Regions from separate parts of the Mus musculus genome. Here region 1 is linked to region 2. The links are chromatin contacts, called in public HiChIP or PLAC-seq maps. All regions are on one chromosome and are shown on one strand. Each heading gives the region's core, a stretch centred on a gene start, on an enhancer-like site or on the middle of the called end of the contact. The rest is flanking DNA. Distances are from core to core; before and after follow the strand shown. Region 1 holds the start of Pkm (pyruvate kinase, muscle). Region 2 holds the start of Clk3 (CDC-like kinase 3).

Evidence for each region. HiChIP or PLAC-seq counts read pairs in DNA pulled down with a chosen protein or histone mark.
Region 1: a contact with region 2 is called in a FOXA1 HiChIP or PLAC-seq map of pancreatic cancer cells. The contact joins the promoter of Pkm here to the promoter of Clk3 in region 2. A contact is called at or near these places in 1 of 39 promoter capture datasets (pre-B cells) and 1 of 115 datasets of contacts at active chromatin or transcription factors (pancreatic cancer cells).

The regions. Positions count from the first base shown.
Region 1 is chr9:59,651,178-59,658,489 of GRCm38.p6, reverse strand. Pkm (pyruvate kinase, muscle) reads right to left here and starts at 1,914. Exons shown (of 11, transcript NM_011099.4): 1 at 1,841-1,914. Gm51708 (a long non-coding RNA gene) reads left to right here and starts at 2,584. Exons shown (of 4, transcript XR_003948336.1): 1 at 2,584-2,653.
Region 2 is chr9:57,762,128-57,768,837 of GRCm38.p6, reverse strand. Clk3 (CDC-like kinase 3) reads left to right here and starts at 3,724. Exons shown (of 13, transcript NM_007713.5): 1 at 3,724-3,764. It overlaps Gm32510 (a long non-coding RNA gene), which reads right to left and starts at 1,388. Exons shown (of 3, transcript XR_870786.2): 1 at 1,298-1,388; 2 at 835-981.

The DNA of each region.
Region 1 (7,312 bases), core at 665-3,164, 1.9 Mb before region 2:
CCCGGTGATGGTTTACACTACTTTCCCAAAGAACACCCTCACTGCCTTTCCTACAGCATAATCAGGCCATCAGAGGGCAAATTATTTGCTAACAATGCTTCCTTGAGTCTTGATCTGAGCCCCCCCACCCCACTGTTGGGGCAACAGTACCAAACTTCCTACAAGCCAGAAGGCATAAAAGGCTTACTTGAACAAAGAGGACCGGAAGGCTTCTATCTGGGTACCTGTTTCTTTGTTTCTACCCTCACAGCCAAAGACAAAGGCTGCACAGATTTCTCCCTTTAGATAGCTCTTTCTCAGGAGAGCTGCAATGTAACATTAATTACTTTGTAAACACTGACGGGATTCCAGAGAGAATTTGTTTCCATGGGCATACTGGGTATTCAGAGCCTACCTGCCTCCCCAAGCTTACCCCTAATGTGCATAAAAATAGTAAGGAGACAGAATCAAGTTGGTAGCCTTCAAGGTAACTACTTCATTCATTGACCAAAAGGATATAATGCATGCCCTTCTGGATATTTCACCCGAGGTTAGTCACTACATCGAGGATGGCCCGTACTTACAAGGAGACCAGTAATTTAGCAGCCTGGAGTGACACAGGACCAGAGGCCAAACCTAAGAATATTAATAGATCACACCGGATTCCAAAACCTAGCTGCCTCCATGCACGACTGGATTTTCACTATAAGGTTCACTTTTTCCAAACTACCAGTGTCCTGGATTTGGAAAAAGTGGTCGAGCTCTTATCTTACTATGACTGGGTATTTACTGGGTCTTTATAGCCTTCAGACTAGAAGATGCCCGGCTTTTTCAAAACCAGTATGCCGGCCACCTTGTGCATGCAGCCCCATCTTCCTCATAGCACTGACTTGACAAAATCTGCTTCCCTAATTAGACCGAGCTCTGTGGGCTATGTGTGTTCTGGTAGCGTCGGGCTCCAGTTTCTGTCGGGAACGGGTATGGGTTGATCGCCCACCCTCCCCCTCGCCAGCACGTGGGAGCAGCATGACCGATTAATCAGACGCATCGCAGTACGTGCCGCCCCTCCGCCGCAGGATGGAGCGCGAGAGCAATGAGGGCCCGTGCCCACCACCAAAAATCTGCGGGCACACAAAACAGGCAGCAATAGCGGCCAACCTTTCTTGCCAGGCCACCGGGAATACAAAAGTTACGTAACTTGTAGCTGCATTACCAAGGACCGCTAGTGACTGCATCCTACCTCCATGCACCGGACCACGAGGAGTCCGCGGACGTGACTAGAATGCGGGGGGAGGGGAAAAGCTGCGAGGGGGAGGGGCGAGGATATGGAGGTTGAAAGGATGCTGCGGCGCGGACGTGACCGGATCGGAGGGGGGAGGGGCGACGAAGAGCTGCGAACACTGGCGCGGGAAGAGAACGCTGACCTGAAAGGAGGATGAACGCGGAGGCTGAATGGGGGGTGGGGGTGGGGTGAGTAGGGGAATTATTTCAAGTAGAGATTAAGAGGAGGGCACCGAATTATGAGGGCACAGAGCTAAGAGGAAGGTCGTAAGTCGTAGTGGATGTAGGAGGACGAGCATCGGAGCAGGGCGAGAACAGGGTGGCGAGGATAGCAATAGTAAGATAAGAGGCTGGAACCAGATTGAGATGGAAGAGAGAGCAGAATGAGACCGTGGGAAAGGAGCTAGCCGGCCACCCTCAATTTGGAGGATTAAGACTTGGACTCAAGTGTGGCTCCTCCCCAACCCGGAGTGGGATGCTCGATGCCTGGCGCCTGAGTCCCGCGTGGGCAGGCAGGCCTGCGTTACACACCAGTGGGCATCGGCTCTGGGGACAGATGGCTTAGGTTCTCCCCGCTCACCTCGGGCGTACTTCGGTTCCTGCTGCGATACCTAGAGCGGACGTCAGTCAAGTGAAGACGAGTCGCTGCTGTGCGGGGCTGCGCCGACTGGGCCTCAAGGTTATCACAGCTGCGGGCCGCCGCAATCCCTCCGCAGCCCCGCCCCTCGCCCAATCCGGGCTGCGGCCGGCGGCGCCCCGCCTCTCAACGGGGCGCCCGCACCTCCTGAGAGAAGCTCAGGGTAGGCGGGACAAGCAGGTTGCCCTTTTGAGGAGGACTACCTTCCGTGGCGGAAGGACATCGTAGACCAAATTTGCTCAAGGGTTATCCTGTTGACCAATGGGGAAGTGGTGAGGGAGCAAGGCCCGCCCACCGGGCCAGCGCCGCCGCCGCCACCACCACCCCTAGGTTCCCGGGCGCCACCGCCACCTGTTGCTTTAGATCGGCTACAAAATGTTCCCTTTTTGGCCTTTTGCCCAGGTCTCCCCATCTGCCCTGGCCTACCAGGGCGGTGCCCAGATTTATAGGTCCACGGACATTCCTCCAGCCCCGCCCGGAGACTCTCCACCCTCCCGGCGCCCGCCCCAGTACACCCTCTGAGGCTGAGCGGAACGGGAAGCTGGGGTGATGGGAGCAAGAGAGTGGTGGAAGGTCTGGGCTGCCTCCTAGAGGGTTCCAGACTTAGAGGCTGGGTAGGAAGAACTTAAGTCTCTCTTTGGAACGTGAGCGCGACCTCCTAATAAGGAGGGCTAGATTGGACCCATGTTAATACTTTGAGTCTCGAATCCTGCACTTTTAAAATGCCTGGACCTGGACGCAGCAAACCAATCCAAGGTAATTAGTGCAGAACTGGACCTACGTGTAGCCATTATCTATGCAGGAGTCAACACTGGTTTTTGACTCAGGCGTGTATGTATTTAAATTTGTAGTATTGGAGGCATTAACAATTTTTTCCCTACAAAGTATTTTCTAATTTCCCAACTGTTAACACTAGTCTTCATTCCGCAGAGTTTTGAAAGCAGATACAATGTTGCCACATTCTAAATGGGAAGACTGTACCTTAGGTTTTGGATTTTTTTTGGTTTTGTTTTGTTCTTTTGTTTTTCTTGGTAAAAGATGGGTGTGACCATTTCAAGCAGACACTTCTTTGTAGTTGAATCACAGGCCTTCATCCCATTTTCGGTCAGTTTTGATTAGAGGGAAGGGTAACATAAATGCAATTTGTAGTGAAATAAAGTTTTTTAGTTTCTTCTATAAGTCCCCTTGGTCCCCTTAGTTTAGGGAAGTAAATGCTTGGTTATTATGGTGGAAAGAACATGAAGTTGGGGAGGGGGAGGTTATATCTGTGGAGGAAATCATTCCTTTCTGCAAGAGAAGGGGGTAGAAGAAATGACCTCTTTGTGCCTTGGACACACACACACAAAAGAACCATAGTGTTCAACAGGGTGACAGTTATCTATCTACTCATGTTGAGGTCCACTGTGCATACTGTGCGTCAAGCAGAGTAGCTCACACCTGTAATTCCAACGCTCAAGAGGCCAAAGTCAGTCTGAGCCACACAGATCTAGGCCCACGCAGGTCAGGGTTTCGGTTATAGATTCATATTCATTCTTTTTCTCCCTCCCTCTCTCTCCTCTCCTCTTTTACACACACACAGAGGAATGCACGCACACATGCATTAATGAACTCTACCATCACCACAAATCTAGATACAAAGCTTGGTGATCTTAAGTCTGTGACCTTGACACTTAGGGACTGAGGCAGAACTCCAGGCCAATCTGGATATGGACCCAGACTGACATGAATATCCATTAAACTGGAGAATTGGTGCTAGCCAAGAATTGCTCTTCATCTGCAGGCTTCAATGATCTGACAGTTACACAAATGGGGTCTATGGGAAGTGTTCTCATTAGATGACAGAATGTGTCACAGTAACTTCCTACTATCTTGCTTCTGCTGAGAAATCGGCATGGTATAGAGGAGTACATAGTTAGGTTGTATCTTATCTTTGTTCTAGTTTAATCACTAGCCCTATAGACTATACCTATAATTTAACATGTACAGTCCGTTAAAAGTAACTTGAGGACAATCCCTATTTCACAGGGTGGAGTTTGATCAGTTAATTATATGTGAATGAGTCCAACAGTGCCCAACTCAATGCTTCCCTCTCTCCTATGACTTCATATTATTCTAAAGGACATATATCCCCAGGTTTGCTGCTAAGTCAGGGGCAATCAGACACCACAGAAATATTAAAACTATTACCTCAGAAACACCTATGTTTCAAGAAATGAGTTTTATCCATGTGGAAGTACAGAATGATCACTGTGGCTACTGTTCATCATCAGACAAAATAATTATCTTTCCAATAAGGGACTTTAAAAATGATCAATGAAAAATTGTATATTAGACAACTTTCATATTCTGCAGCTGGGCGGTGTGACACACTACTCTAATCTCAGCATTTGGATGGAGGCAGAGGCAGGTAAATCTCTGAGTTTGAGGCCAGCCTGGTCTGCAGAATGAGTTTTAGGACAGCCAGAGATAGACAGAATCCTTGTCTCAAAAAAACCAAACAATAAAGAATATTCTGAGGGGGGAAAAAAAAGCGAAGACAGGAAAACAGTGGGTCAAGTGCACTCTTCCTAAGAGGTGCCACCTTTTCCTTAGATGTGTTCTTCACACTATGTCTGCCCTTACAGGCTGGCTGCCTGGTTCACTCATTCCAAGGACAACTAGAACTAAAAAGACTTCGGGTCCTCTTCTGTGCAAAGTTATTTCTGCAGAAAGTTTTAAGAGGGCAGCATCTCTGGCCCAATGGTGGTGACAGTGTGAGGTGTTCTGAAACTCAATTTGTGGAAAGTCCTTTGCTCCAGAAGCTAGTAGTTCATCTAAATGAACTGAAGCCTACCTTTTTCTCATCCCTGGGGCTGGAGGGCTCCAGTGGAATTGTGTCATCCACAGAACTTCCTCCTCACCACCTATAAGAAGCCAAGATATCACTAGGTCTATCCAGAATAATTCTGTGATCCGTGAGAGCCAGTAATGACTCAGCAGCAGACACTGCTGCTCCTTCCCAGATAGAATTAAAGGCAGAAGGAAGCTCCTCCCCCACTGATGGCCACATCCTTACCACAAACTGAGTCATGGCCACACCCAGCCTGTATGGAAAACTACCGAGGATAGGAAGGAAGGTGAAGTTCAAGGAGTTTTTAAATTTTGAGTCCAATATACTCTCTACTTAGCATTGAGGAAAACAGTTCCTTTTCCTGACCCGTGAGGCAAGATTGCTTACACTCAGATAAATGAAAGGTGGGCTGTCACTGGCCTCTGTGAAGAATGCTGTCCTGTAGCTCACACTTGTCTTTAAGGACCCCAGCCCTTTCACCTTCTAAGTAGCCAGGCCCCCAAGTCTTCCTCCATGGTTGTGAGCAGGTAAAAACACCAGACCCTACCAAGCAATTTTCTCTGCAGTAGAGGCATTCTTCTGTCAGATAAGGCTTTTTCTTCCTTATACTGCTGAGGAATGAACCCAGACCTTTTATGTATTAAGCAGAGGTGCTGCAGCCTAGCCACAGCCCCTGCTTTCAGAAGGCATTCTTGATTTTGGCTAGAATTTTTTAATCTCATGTTTTGAATTATCAGGCATTATGAACTTCTGAGATTAGTTTTCCAGTGGAGAACTATAAAATATGTATGATTTCATTGATATAAAAATGTTTATAAGTAGGAAATTTTTCTTAATTTCTAAAACTGCCAAAAATGCTATATAACATGTGAGGAGCCACACCTAAGGTGGAGTTAGAGCACCAGCTGATTTATAACAGTAGCAAACTTAGTTATGAAGTAGCAACAAGAATAACTTCATGGTTGGGGGCCACCACAATATGAGGAACTGTATTAAGAGGTTGCCGCATTAAGGAGGTTGAGAACCATTGCTCCAGATACATTTACGGTCTCTGAAGAAAATGTATCTTCTATCTTTGCTATCAGCAGTAAATGAGGCTATAATCACAGAACCAGAAAAGGAATTCTGGAATCAGGTTACTATGATTAGCTGTGGAACATAGCAAATTCCTTATCCTCTAAGACTATTTTCTCATCTGTAAAATGGGCCTATTTCTGAGGCTTTTATGAGAATTAGGAGTTAATATATATGTAGCATGCTTGCAACAACATATACTAACACAGTAGTATAAGATGTTATCAAAATATTAAGGTACTCTGCACACTACCTGGAAACTAATTTATAAGAACTAAAGTATGCTAGTAATCTCTGATACGGTATCATGGGTTACAAAGTCTTCTCAGGAGGATTTTCAGTTGCATGAGTCCACTGATAGTCATTTGGTGAACTATTATTTCTGTTAGGCCTGAGTCTTAGAAGAGTGTTAGAATATACTCGCTATTTCCTTTTTGAGATGGGATTCTTGGTCAGTTGTTCACATTGGTTTTGAAATCCTGGGCTTAACTGGTTCTCCTGCCTTAGCCCCCAGAAGATAAGCTGAGACTGTAGATGAACCCTACCATAGTCATTTATAATGTACTAGTCATAAGGACTTAGGAAGATAATGAAGTAGGTTCTTCAGGAAGGGTCTTTAAGAGTAGTATTGACTTGTTCAAAATGTCAGGAACCACAACACAAGTAAGATACCTAGGTAAGAAGGTGTTGTGACATACAATAAAGGTCACAGAAGACAATAACTAGTTTATTGAAAGCAATAGCTATAGTAGAATTTGAAATTGTTATCACTGGAAAGCTGGGCTTTTGCCAGGCATGGTGTTGTGCCCACCTTTAATCACAGCACTAGAGAGGCAGAGGCAGGCAGACCTCTGTGAGTTCAAAGACAGCCTGGTCTATAAAGTGAATTCCTGGACAGCCAGGGTTGCTGTACAGAGGAACCCTGTCTTGAAAAACTATCCTAAAAAAAAGAAAGAAAGAGAGAGAGAAAAGGAGGGGGGGAGGGAGAGGGAGAGGGAGGGAGAGAAAGAAGGGAGAGAAGGAGGGAGGGAGAGAAAAGAAAAGGGAAGAAAAGAGAAAAGAAAAGAAAGAAAAGGTAGGCAGGCTAGGATTTTAAAGGAACTTTGTGGTATTTTCTGTATTTATATCTGGTTTTCATTAATATTTGGAAATGTTCAACATACCTCAGCTGTGCTTAGAATTAAATAAGGGAACTAGGCATGGTAGCGACGCCTTTAATTCCAGGGCTTGAGAGACCAAGGCAGGTGGTTCTTTGTGAGTTCCAAGCCAGCTTGGTTTATACATAGTGAGTTGTAGGCCAGACGAGACTACATAGCAAGACCTTATCTTAAAAATTAAGTTTTTTGGGTACATGGAACAAGTAAGAAAGGCCAGAAGCTTCCTTAATAAGACAAACCAAACCTTCCATGGTTATCCAGTGTCAAGACAGAATAACCTACCTGTTCAGGGAATTCCAACTTCTTCCTGGTGAATTCTCACTCCAAATCCTGATGGCCCCTGGCCCCCTTGGG
Region 2 (6,710 bases), core at 2,475-4,974:
ACCCTGGCATTCCCTATACTGGGGCATCGAGCCTTCCCAGGACCAAGGGCCTCTCCTCTCATTGATGTCCGACAAGGCCATCCTCTGCTACATATCCAGTTGGAGCCATGTCCACCCAGAAGTGGACAGCTGCAGCATTACAACCCCTTTCTGGGACAACCTTGAAAGACACAGGTGAAGGGAAATCTTCACAGTGGGCAGAACTTCGAGCAGTACACATGGTATTACAGTTTGTTTGCAAGAAGAAATGGCCAGATGTACGATTATACACTGACTCATGGGCTGTAGCCAATGGATTGGCTGGATGGTCAGGGACTTGGAAAGATCACAATTGGAAAATTGGTGAGAAAGACATCTGGGGAAGAAGTATGTGGATAGATCTCTCCAAATGGGCAAAGGATGTGAAGATATTTGTGTCCCATGTAAATGCTCACCAAAAGGTGACTTCAGCTGAGGAGGAGTTCAATAATCAAGTGGATAAGATGACCCGTTCTGTGGACAATCAGCCTCTCTCCCCAGCCATCCCTGTCATTGCTCAATGGGCACATGAACAAAGTGGCCATGGTGGTCGAGATGGAGGTTATGCTTGGGCTCAGCAACATGGGCTTCCACTCACCAAGGCTGACCTGGCTACAGCTGCTGCTGATTGCCAGATCTGCCAACAGCAGAAACCAACACTGAGCCCCAGATATGGCACCATTCCTCGAGGTGACCAGCCAGCAACCTGGTGGCAGGTTGACTACATTGGACCACTTCTGTATTAGTCAGGGTTCTCTAGAGTCACAGAACTTATGGATAGTCTCTAGATAGTAAAGGAATTTATTGATGACTTACAGTCGGCAGCTCAATTCCCAACAATTGTTCAGTCGCAGCTGTGAATGGAAGTCCAAGGATCTAGCAGTTACTCAGTCTCACGTAGCAAGCAGGCGAAGGAGCAGGAGCAAAGATCCTCTTTGGTTGGTGGCTTAGTCCCTGGGAGCTCTGGGGGATATAGTTGGTTGATATTGTTGTTCTTCCTATGGGGTTGCAAACCCCTTCAGCTCCTTTATTCCTTTCTCTAACTCCTCCATTGGGGACCCCGTGCTCACCTACATATCTTATATTCCCAGAACTTTGTCCCTCTTAGGTTGGCACCACCTTCCAGCAGGCCCCTCCCCCTTTAAGCAGATTGACTCTCTCCACTCCAGGCCCAAAGCCCCTCCTTGTCTTCCTACATCAGCATCACCCAAGTTCACTCTAAAACAGGCTGTGAGGACTGATCCTACACTCTGGCATAACATCCACAAGTCCACCCTACCTAGGCCCAAGAGGAAGCGAGACTTCCAGAGTTAGGGTGTTTCTTGCCCGATTTGGGAAGCAAAGCTGTGTTGAACTTCCAGAGTATTGGGTGATCGCTTCTCGGCCTTTTGGCTAAGATCAAGTGCAGAGTATTGGGTGAGAGCCAAGAGAGTGGCATCACAGCACAGAGAAGAACCTGACCTCTCCCAAGATACTTTCCAGGGAGGTGACTTTAGAGCTGAGGCTCAAATGTACATCAATTCATTCCAGGCAGGACAAAGCTAGATATAGCAGAGGAGAATTCAAGGGCAGACAGAAGAGAGAGCACTGGGGCCCACGAACCTGGGAGGGGAAAAGAAAGGTAGAGAGAAATAGAAGCTGTAGGAGTTGAGTACAAGCAGAACGGGACATCACCTTGGTGCCCTGGAGTCAAGCTACAGACCAGGCACACAGAAAAGGCTTGACAGGCCCAGGGCACAGGCTGGTGGAAGCTGGTGCTTTGGAGCAGTGGGTAAGCAGCAAGTCTCCTTCTGGGGGAGCGCAGGGCTGAGCAAGGGGTGGAGGAGCGGTTCCAAGGTTCCTCTCAACAGAGTACCACAGAGATGAGATGTGTATGCCGGGAGACGTTCATCAACCTAACTTTACTTCAGAACCAGTTCTTTTCTTCTGCTAGGTTTTATGAAGAGAGACAAGAGGACGAAGGTCTAATGGGAGACCATCCAGGAGGAAGGCCAAGCTGCAGCCTCTGGAGAGGACAGGGCTAGGAGACAGCTCCTATATCAGCTGTCAGCAAGAAGTCCTCTCTGTAGAGAGAGTGGGGGCTGTAGGCAGATGGCCCTGATTTTTCCTGTTAGGATGGTAGGCAGGAAGACGGTCTAAATTATCTCATTTCTGACACTTGGGGTAGGGCAGGAGATGGGAACTTTTTGAGGATGTCGGCCTTAAACTGGAGGATGCTATTTTCCCGTAGCCATGGAAACATGGCTGGGCAGCATTGGTAGGAGGTGACGACACCACAGAAACCTGTGAACGAAGGAAATTCTATCAGTGTGGGCCTGGCCTCAGGTGGGAGCTGCATCTTCTGACGCCTGGATATTTCAATCTTTGGCTTCTAGGCTGGAAACCAATGGGGCAGGACTCGGGCAGAAGCAGTTGAAATGGCTGTTGAATGTCTGTGGGGTTGGAAGGTGACTATGAGTCAGTTTGAGTTTGCAAAACATAATCACCCAGCTTTTTAACTCAACCGCTTTTACTTGGTTGGTGATGAAGATGCCGGGCCATTACGTCAGAACCAGAGGCAAAGCTCTCTAAAGGCAGTTTCATCACTGCAGGGGGGCCTAGGGAGCCACAGCACCTGGTGGGCGCGCATCCCGTACGGGGAGGGGACACCTGGGAAACCCTGGCTGTCCGCGTTGAGTCAGCAAGATCCTAAAGCTATGCCCCGCCCTGGCCGGCCGCCGCAGCCTCGCGGACCTCGCGTGGCGTGGGGCAATTAGGCGCGGCACCCGCCCGCTTGGCTGCGCGACGCGCGGGGGCGGGGACGCTGTCAAAGCGAGGCCCAACCAAAGGACCGCGACTTGTATTCTCTTCTGAAAAAAAAAAAAATAAGACCTCATGATCCTGCCACGACAAAGCGTTGGACAGTAGGTGGGAGGGGTCTAGACTGGGTGCCTCACGCCCGATGCCGCAGCGAAAGGACGGGCTGAGTGACTCGAGTGGCAGAGCGGGAGCGCGGCGCGGCTCGGGGCTTTTGTGTGGCGCGGGTTTCCTAGCAAGACTGACAGCAAGACGCTCTGAGGTGTTCAAGGGAAGGGGACGATTTCTCCGTCAGACCCCACCGCCGAGGCTCGCGGGGATCTTCCCGGAGACTGCTCGCTCGAGCCAGCTGGGGCGTGGCACCAGGACTTTCAAAAAACCCGCACAAGCCGAGAGCAGAATGTGTCGTTTGCTTCTTGCGCGCAAGCGGAGTCGCGCCCGCCTTCCTCTGCCCGGGCGCACCGACCGCCTTCGTCTCTAGCGCCCTCCCGGGCCCCGGGAGAACAATGCCGGTCCTCTCCGCGCGCAGGAAGAGGCTGGCGAGCACAGCTGGGCCGCGGCGGGGAAGCGGCCCCAGCCTGGCAGTCCGGTGGGTTCCTCCTTTAGGCCCAGAGCCGTCCTCAGACCGTGGTCGCGCACCGATGCGGCCTCGGGGGCCTACGTGCAGCACCACACGGAGAGGGGCAGGCCGCGGCCCGAGGCTGCTCCCGGGACCTCCGGGAAGAGACCTCCACCGATGTCGCCCGGACCCTGGCGGGGCAGGCCAGTCCCCCAGAGTCTGCGAGTTCGGGGCTAGAGCGGTCAGGCCTCTGGGCCGGGTCGAGCCCGGGCCGCCGACGGCTGCGTCACGCGAGGGGGCGGTGCTGCCACGGGCGGAGGCCAGAGCCGGAAGCGGAAGAGGCGCTCGGAGTGGGGAGTGGGGCCTAGCCGCAGCCGGAGCCTGGGAGACGGTGAGTGTGGGCCCGAGCCCGTGGCCGGGCAGCTGGGGTGAGTCGGTGGGGACGGCCACGCCGGTACGGGTACCGTGCCACCCGGTCGGGTCTCGGCTTGGACCTATTTCCCTCTTCGGCCCACGTCAGGCCGCGGTCCCGACCTCTCACCCCTGACCCGCCGCTTCTCTCCCTGAGGGCGGTCACTGCAGACCCCTTTTCTGGTTCCCGCGGTGTTGGAGGCGGAGCTCCAGCGGCCTCGGAGCCGGCTGGGAGGCTTCCCTTTGGGTCCCGCGCCGGCCCGCTGGCTGGGTCGCGTCCGACCTAGGCTATCCTGGAAAGGCTTTCCCTGCCCCGAGCTCGAGGCTTAGCCCGCAGATCTCCTTCGCGCGCCGCCTGGAGTTTGATTCTGGCCCAGGCTGGCCATCCCTTTGGTCGCCGGGTCTTCCCTTGGCGGTTACGGGGAACGGGGCTCTGAGATCCCTGGGATTCGGGCAGAAGGAAGGGACTCGAGTGCGGGCCGCCGGCCCCCTCCGTGTTTTGTTATGATGGAACCGCTCCATCCCGGAGAATGGGCCAGACCAAGCCAGGAGTACAAATGTCCAGGCTGCTCCTCGGTCCGGTCGGGAGCCTCTATGCTTTAGTTCCGGGTGCGGGTGCCCTGATGCTTGGGTGGGAATTGCCAGAGTCTAGCCCCCATCAAGGCGGAGTTGGCGGCCTTCCAGTTTCCCTCCTCCGTGCCCTTGAAAAGGAGGAGCGTTTTTGCCCGGTGGCAGCCGCAGATTGCGAGGTGGCAGGTTTGAGGTTGCAGTGGTGGGGCACTGCCAGCCAAAAATAACCATGGGTCGCTTGGGTGGCAGGAATCCGGGAGGGCAGCCGCTGACCTGGCTGGCTGCTCTTCTTGTTAGCCCGGTTCTCTAGCCAGGAACAGCAAATGAGAAGCCAGAGAGGCCTGTGCTCATAGAAAAATTGGCATCCAGTAACTTGGTCTCATTGGTCACATTGCCTTTTTCTTCATTGTTCAGAGCAGAGCCTCCCAAAGCATAATTGTGGCCTTTACGTTTTAAAAAGCTTCTTTGCCGAGGACTCATGGAATCGGAGAATTTGTGAGAAATAGGCTCAAACGACCTGGCTGGGAGGAGGACATGGGCCACCTGGTAGCTCCCATTTTTCACCTGCCTGGGATGCGTTGCAAGGGAGATTATCTCCATTACTGCCTATGTGTGGTACTTCATGGCCAAAATATTGGGCCATCTTTGCCAGTATGAGAGGTGTTATCTTCATTTTTCAGGCATGACAATTTAGGTCTAGAGTGACTTGTATAAGGCCACAGGGCCAGTAAGTGGCAACACTGGGATCGAGTTCAAGGTTTCCTGCCAAAACTTCCTACCCGGTCCCTTGGAAGGAATTATAAATTAAGGCATTCAACATAGCCCTGAGTGTTAGCCGGAACCTTCTCAGTGCTAATGAAAGGCTGTCTTTAGTACTTCTTGTGGCCCAAACCTGTGCTAGGCTTTTGACTTTATAGGGCAGACATTTAATTCCTATGGAGCCTGTAAGAGATTATTGTTCCCTTGTTTCAAGAGGAGGCTGAAGCTTAAAGTGGTTTAATAACTTGCCTAAAGGCAACAGTGAAGTGGTATTGCTGTGGAGCAGGTTGGCATTCGACTCTGAGGCTGTGACTTTCCACTCAAGTAGACATATGTGGTCATAGAAATCCACTTAGGTCCCAGAAGGAAAATTTTGGTCTGCTGTAGATTAGACCGCATTACAACATCCTCCAGATAGGATGCTTAGGGTGCTCTGTCTGCCTGGTGAGGATGGGCAGGACCACTTTGCCTTTTGGGAAGATGTATGCCTGGCCAGTAGGTTGTCTTTTGGGTCAGTTGGTGAGACATGGGCTACTGCTTTCAGGCTACAGCCTGAGCACCTGTCATAAGGTCATGGGGTGGGGGACATTCAGATAAGTGTGAAAACAACAGTGCCTTTCTTAGGGCTCCCAGAGGTTTACATAAATTGCCTCCCAATCCTGCTCATACACAAGTACCTATTTCATCTTTGGACTGTGCTGGTGAGATGGAGCAGCCTTGATGGATTTGTTTAAAAGGTGCTTGGCCAGGCAAGCCTAGGACTATGCACTACTAGAGGTTGGGTGTGAGCAATTGAAGGCTTGGAAAGCAAACAAGCTGTGCTCTCATGCCTGGCCATCTGGTGGACAAAATGTGAAGGGGCTGGATATGGGTGAAAACGGTGCCAGACTCACGTAGCCATCTCTCTGAACTGGCTGCTGATCCCATTTGGGAGTCTCCGGTATTGGATCTAAGTACTCCGTGGTTAAGGAATACTTGTCCTACTTCCCAGTGTAGACCTACAGCCACGTCTTCTTGGCTCCTTCAGAGATAGGGCACAAGAAAGAGTGCCGGAGTAGGAGGAGCTAGAAGGGATGGCTATGATGCTGTTAAAGAGGAAGCACCTGGTATGGGACTCTAGTTGGTCTGAGGGCCACTAAAATTTGCCTCAGGCAAGCAGCTTAGATACCTGATTGTGGCTCCTTTCTGGGCTGATACTCTGGATGGGTCAGCAAGAGCTGGGCAGGCCTTCTGGGCCCAGGCCCACTTGGCTGGAACCTGATAGGAGTAGGGACTATTGGTGAGACATTGTGTCTTTGCTCAAGGGTCAGAGTTCTCATTTCTACTGTGGTTCCTCACTGACTGAAGAGTTTTGAATTTCTTTGAGTTGAGTCCAGTTCATTGCTTTAGCCAGGCAAGTTTCAGTTTAGTACTTTGGCTCTGTGCCACCAGTTCATTAGCTCCAGGCTTCTAGAACATTTAGGTTATAGGATCCCATAGGCATGAAGAAATTGAGCAAAAAACCTCTCCATTCCTCCTGTCCTTGGCATCCCCGTGGCAGTGCTCAGCATCCCACTACATCTACTTCTGTATCTGGGCCCTGGCTTGCATAGTTTGA